2 separate regions of the Rattus norvegicus genome follow, and region 1 is linked to region 2. Evidence: chromatin contacts called from public Hi-C data. All regions are on one chromosome and are shown on one strand. The core of a region is the stretch at or near the end of the contact, and the rest is flanking DNA. Distances in the headings are between cores, read along the strand shown.

What was found. A called contact is a pair of places that touch in the nucleus more often than the background predicts.
Region 1: a Hi-C map of frontal cortex shows a contact between it and region 2, with 1.7 times the contacts expected there. The contact joins two enhancer-like sites.

What each region holds. Positions count from the first base shown.
Region 1 is chr11:18,961,218-18,964,380 of GRCr8, forward strand. The region is part of intron 1 of Cadm2 (cell adhesion molecule 2); the gene reads right to left. Among named protein-coding and RNA genes, the nearest start is that of Cadm2, 9.1 kb to the right of the region's middle. Within about 2 kb of position 1,299, at least 30 of the 93 cell types and tissues checked have an H3K27ac peak or open chromatin away from gene starts, as enhancers often do.
Region 2 is chr11:18,828,627-18,831,921 of GRCr8, forward strand. The region is part of intron 1 of Cadm2 (cell adhesion molecule 2); the gene reads right to left. It also overlaps the pseudogene Eif4e-ps7. Among named protein-coding and RNA genes, the nearest start is that of Cadm2, 140 kb to the right of the region's middle. Within about 2 kb of position 1,760, at least 11 of the 93 cell types and tissues checked have an H3K27ac peak or open chromatin away from gene starts, as enhancers often do.

The DNA.
Region 1 (3,163 bases), core at 49-2,548, 130 kb after region 2:
CATGTGAAAGGGTTATATAGGTCATATGCTGAACAAAATAAAAGGTTTGGATCTTTCAAGAACTAGAAAGACAGAAATGCTCATAATAATCAATAAAGGGCAAACGGCATTCTTTTGTCTATTAAAGCAAACTCGTCAGACAAGCCCTATAGGAAAAGGGCTGTGCCAATTGTTTTTAATCTGTAAATGGCTCCAATTATGCAAGTATAAAAACAGGGAAACAGTTTTTCACTTAAATAGTTAATAGGTCAGTTTAGAAAAGGTTTTTTGTTGTCTAAGTATAAATTTTAAAAAACCATATTTATAGATTAATCCAATATCTCTCATGACATATATAAAGCACAGGGATGCATGTACATAAAATAATACAATTTATATTAAAGCACTCTGAATATCAGGTGAAACAAGCAATCTGTTTCTATGAATGATAGCATGCATTAAAGCAAGCTAATTCTAACGTTCCATCCACAGTCAAGTTCTCTTTAACGAGATTTAGAAAAAAAGAATATTTTAAAACCCTCTCTTCTCTCATTAAATGCACAGGGTGTTTCACTTGCATGCAAATAAAAACCAGAAAATATCATGTCTCAATTTTGGCATTGCACTGACATTTGACAGTCCATAAAGATTGCAGGCAATTAATGCTATCTAAAAATCTATAGCCTCACACGACAACCAGCAAAACATCAGGACCCCACCACAGCAAAACGTGTTAATGGGCTAGTTAGGGAGCAGATTATTGACATAGGAACCATTTTTGAGTCCCCTTGTCAGGAGGGAGAGTAAAATGAACAGTCCCTTATTCCGATTAAACAATGCACATTTCTATTATTATTTTCTTTCATTCCTAGAGCAAAGAACTACTTGGGAACAATAGATACTATAGTATGTATCACAGTGGTAAATTTAATTCTGCCTTGGCAGAGGCACTACCAAAAGCAGAATGTAACTGCTTGCTATATTGGTTCCATAGATATATAATTGCCTCCAGAAACATCCTCCTCTGAATACCACCTACACATTAATAAGTGACAGTGAACTTACAGCTAGACCCCTGTTCTATCCCATATGATCCCCGAGAAGGCTTTGAAATGAGGCCACGTGCATAATTAAGGCACACTGAATATCAGAGTACATGTAACAAACTAGAGTATTATGAATCCTCAGGGAAACCTCATAGAACTAATGTATTTTCTAAAGAAGCCTGCACATGAGTAAAGGGAGACTCAGATGCTAATTAGATCCTCTCAGAGAAGGCTATAGAAACGTTGCTCCTTGAATTCTGAAGTTGAACACAGAACGGAACATTTGTGTACAGGAGACTGGATGAAAAGGGGGGTAGGTTGATATAAAAGCCCTTCACTGGATGATTTACGCAATTTGTGAGAAAATAATCTAAGCAAAGCCAAAAACATAACAATGAGAGAATTCTCATCTTTCCAAAAGGGTTAAGTATGAGAACTGATTTCCTATTAGAAAGGGATTATGTAACAACAGAGGGAAATACTCGCCTAGCATATGCTAATTTACTCAGCTTTGCCAGGCATTGCTGTGTAGTTTTGGCTGGCTGACTCACATTCCTTTCCTCCTCTTTTTTCTCCCCCCACTTATATTATGAGACCAAAGTGGTGGAACTCTTTTTAAAAATGCAATGTTAACTGCAAAACATTGAGATCGGCCCTTTGGTAGTTGAGAAACTCAATTGCTGGTATGTCTTCAGAAACCATCATTTTACAAAATATCTCTTCTCTAACGATTCACCGTCCTTCATTCATTTCTTTTAATGTACATTATTCCAGGTTGGTAGGGTGGTAATGAAAAGGGGTTATTATATTCCTGGAGAGCACAAAGCAACCTGGGTTACCATTCAAACTTCAACAAATAAAATAGAAAGCTATAGCAAAGGAGTGGCACTTAAAGCTTGTGCACATTTTAATTTGGTTTTAAAGATGCACATATAAATACATGTATATAGATATTCACATATCTATAATACATATTACTTATTTAATGTATATATTCTGATTTATAATTTATGATTATTCATTTCAGCATCAGCTTATATATGTAGTTTGGAAAACAGGATATGTTAGGTATAAAACTGAACATCAAGGAGAGGCATCGTGAACATTTCTTACAGGAAGAGGAATAAGTGACCAGCTGAAATAAAAGATAAATTTAGGAAGAAAGTACAAGTATATATGACACACTGAATGTTCCAGGCTTTGATGTTTAAATAAGTACTATTAAGGCACCTGCATTTTAAAGCTCAGACAAGTTTATCCCAGATGCCAAAAATATTGCATTTGCAAGAAGAAATTAATTGTTTTTTTTATAAATTACATAGATTCAATAAAGCACCATGTGCTTCATAGCATATCTTTGTCAGGAATGGTGTTTCTCCATTCTCTTCCCAAGGATAAGCAATGCAACTGATGTGTGTGTGTGTGTGTGTGTGTGTGTGTGTGTGTGTGTGTATAAAATCATCATTAGGGACTCAATTTAGCCTCTAAAGGGCCTTTTATTTCCCTATAACCCCAAATCATTGGCACTGCTTGATCACACTTTTTTTTTGTATTCCTAAAAGGAAAAGAATGTTTATTTTTATTTTGTAAATTTCCCAACTATAACTAGACACAGTCTTCCTCTGAAGTATTGAAATGGGTGGGAAATAAATATTAAATATTTAAATATTTAAGTGGAATTTATTTGCTCACTCACAAAGAGTTATCCCAATGGTGAATAAGGACTGTCTTAATATTTACTTCATTCCTCTAAAGTATACTGTGAATAATGAATTATCAACTCTATCTAGGAAAGATCTGATAACTTCTTTCATCTAGTCAGGCAGTAACAGGTTTTAGTGGTTTACTCTCAAAAGTATGAAAGATTCAGAATAAATCTTCAACCGCATTGAAATTTTCCAATTGCTGTTTTCAGCAGAAGAATTCCATCTTATCACTGGTGAAGAAAACATATTCATTAAAAGAGAAGAAGAGAATAAATACTAAGAAGGAAGTTAACTCATCTTTTCTTCATAAACTACATTATTACAGATTTTAATTAATTTAAAACCTAACAAGGTTGACCTTTATTCCTAAACATAATGGTGTATTTTCAGTTTGAACTAGTATGAGTATACATTGACTAGGTAAGTGAGGGT
Region 2 (3,295 bases), core at 510-3,009:
CCATCCCTTCAAGCAGTTAGAAACAGTGTTGGTTTTTAGTCTATTGTTTTTGTTTGTTCGTTTATGTTTTTATGTTGTTGTGCAGAGCTGACAACAGTTGAAGAAAGATGTTAGATAATGTACAAGTCAGTTACCATTTTTCTTCACTGCTTTTATTTTTAACACACAAACCCCTCCCTACTAATATATAATGTTAGCATATAATGTTATTTCTAAAAATACATAAACACAGTGACCACAAGAGCAAAATACATGTGAATGCCTTTGATACACTTCATTTACAACTTCCAGTCGGTGAATGTTCTTGGTTAGTGTCATTGTTTAGGAGGAATTATCAGAAAATATTGATGCAACATAACAAAATAACAAAAGTTTTAAGTATACTTACATAATTAATTTTGTTAATTGTAAACTGGTAACATATAATGAAGGTAACCATAGAGATTAAAAAATTAAAACTGAAAATTTTCCAGTCTTTTTTAAAATTATGAGCTAACTCAAATGAATATTCCTACTGTTTTAGAAACAAACTGACTGAAAGAAAGATCATATTTTATTTCAGTTAAATATCAGTTCTCTCCCCTGTCCTCTATGTGTGTGTGTGTGAGTGTGTGTGTGTGTGTGTGTGTGTGTGTGTGTGTGTGTGTGTGTGTGTATCCTTTCAATTATTTGTGGTCACCAAACTACAGAAATGAAGCTAAGAGTGTATTATTTACATTTTACACTTTTGGAGAAAGTCTACTTTATCAAGCAACATTATAAACATACAGGAAATATTTTTGAGGTAAACTAGAATGGACTTGAATGATTATCACATAACAATGCTACATCGTGTCACCAGACAAAAAAATCCATTTAAACAACCATGACACAGATACCAGGGACAGCTCTAAACTCAGCAAGCTGGGGTGTGAAGGGAATGAGAAATTCAAACTTTTTGGCAATCTACATTTCACTGCCTGAAAGGAGATGCTTTTCAATATATGAGGATTAACACACCGTAGACAGAAAAGCGGTGGGCGTGCAGGCACAAGAACACACACTGCACTCATTTTGGTTTGGTTTGGTTTGGTTTGGTTTGGTTTTTGATTTTTGGTTTTTTTTCTTTCTTTCTTTTTTTTCTTTTTTTTTTTTTTGGAGGATTAAAAATTCAAACCCAAACCTTGTTTTCATCACTGAGAATCTGGAAGCCCTAAAAGTAAATAGTTGGGCTCTAATTAAGACAAAACATGCTCCAGTTAGAGGTAAAAATGGTTTCCATCTTTAGACTTGAAATATTCTCTAATAACAGAAACGGAAATCTTTCTGCCCAGGTCTAATCTGCTAATATAAATTTAATTAAATTTATTGAAAGTCATTTATGTGAGTCAAAAGTTCAGCTGATCACTGAACTTCGGGTCTCCACTGCTAAACTTGGACACAATCTGGGAGAAGCAGGCGCTGAGGAAAGAATTTAAATGACTTGGATGTGAGGAATGAGGCATTGTATCAAGTTTGTAAATGCTCAAATTACTTCATTGTGAGGCTGTTGTGAAATACCCAAGAGAGGAAAATAGGGACAATTTTCCAGAGAAGCAAGAGAGGTCTGTAATTTGCGAGGGAGAGAAATTTGCTCTACAAAAATTATAAAGGAAGAAGAAAGAAAACTGTGCTTGGAGAACATGAGTTAATGTTCAGATTCTAAGACTGTGTCATCAGGTTCCTTCAGACTGTGGACAACCTCCACCACTTCTGCTGCCACATCACCCGGAAGGCTGGTCTAAGTGTCGCTGAATAAGTCTGTCACTAATAATTATTCAGTGTAATTACACAGAAAATATTCAGTTTTATGTCTGGCACTTCAGGTAGTCAAGAGCTCTATATAATAAATCACCTTTTAAAGCCATCAACAACTGATTCCATCTCATGACAAGTTTCCCTAGTTGACTTACACATCTCCCATGCTTACTAAACACATCTCCTAATGACGGCTTTGGGATTGAGATGCTATGGAAGCACACGTTTAATGCAGTTGAGAGCAGCAATTAAAATACTTCTAATCATGAAATCGTCAGTGGAGAGAATAATTACCTGTCAATTTTATCTCTTAATAGACACATAGCTCAATGTAATATAGGACTAGCTGCCTTTTCTAAGATAATTTAAAGTCCAGTCAGCAGGACTTCATTTTGTTTAATAATGTATAATGTGTTTTCTTGGACACATTGGATTCCATACATGTCTTAGCTAGACTCTCGTGTTGATATTTTTTCTCTGATTTTTAAAAATTCTTACGGTTGTTTATATGAACTTACTATCTACTTAGGAGGACCATCAGTTCTATTGTCATTCTTCAATTGATGATGACATCATACTATGTTCTGATACAAATACAAGAAAATTTCAGGCAAAGTATCCAGTATAAAAAAAATACATTTTAGAGTCTCCATTCTTTTTAAATCATCCCAGGTCTGTATTTAACACTATTCAGTAGTGTTTATTCACAGCTTTGAAATTTGTACAGTTAATATCCTGAAAGACATTTTAATTGAACATTTATTAATCTATTCACTCCTTAGACGGATTTGTCACAGCTGTTTGGAGTATTGTGCCACTTCTTATTGGGGAAGGAATGTGCCAGGTAAAAATATGAATTCAGCATTTGGATAAGCAGGCAGATTAAATCAAATAAGAAAGTACATAGATTCTTAGATGAATCTGTTAGGATAAAATACTAAGAAGAAAGCAAGACTACTAAAGTAGCCAGAAATGTTTATTCCTTTACCTGCCCCTCAGTAGAACTCTTCTCTTTTTGAAAAACACTGTTAGTGATATTCTGTTAAGCTTGCATGGTATAGCATGGCTGCCTTCAGAGAGGCTCTACCCAGAAGGTGATGCAAACAGACACAGATACCCATAGCCTAAGAGTAGATAGAGCTTAGGGACTCTTATGGAAGAATAGTGAAAGGATAGTGGGCACTGAAGAGGATAGGAATTCCACAGGAAGACCAGCAGAATCAACCAACCTAGACCCAGTCTCAGACACTGAACCACCAACCAAAGAACTTACACAGGCAAGACCTAGGTCTCCCTGAACATATGTAGAAGTGCAGCTTGGTCCTCATGTGGGTCCTGAATCCCTAGATAGGGGCTATCCTGAAATCTGTTGCTTGTCCATGGAATATGCTTTTCTACCTGGCCTGCCTTGTTGGCCTCAGTGGGAGTGGATGTGTGTAGCCTCACAGAGACTTGATGTGCCACGGTGGGGTGATACCCAGGGGTCCCCCACACACTCAAAGGACAAAGGGATGGGAGA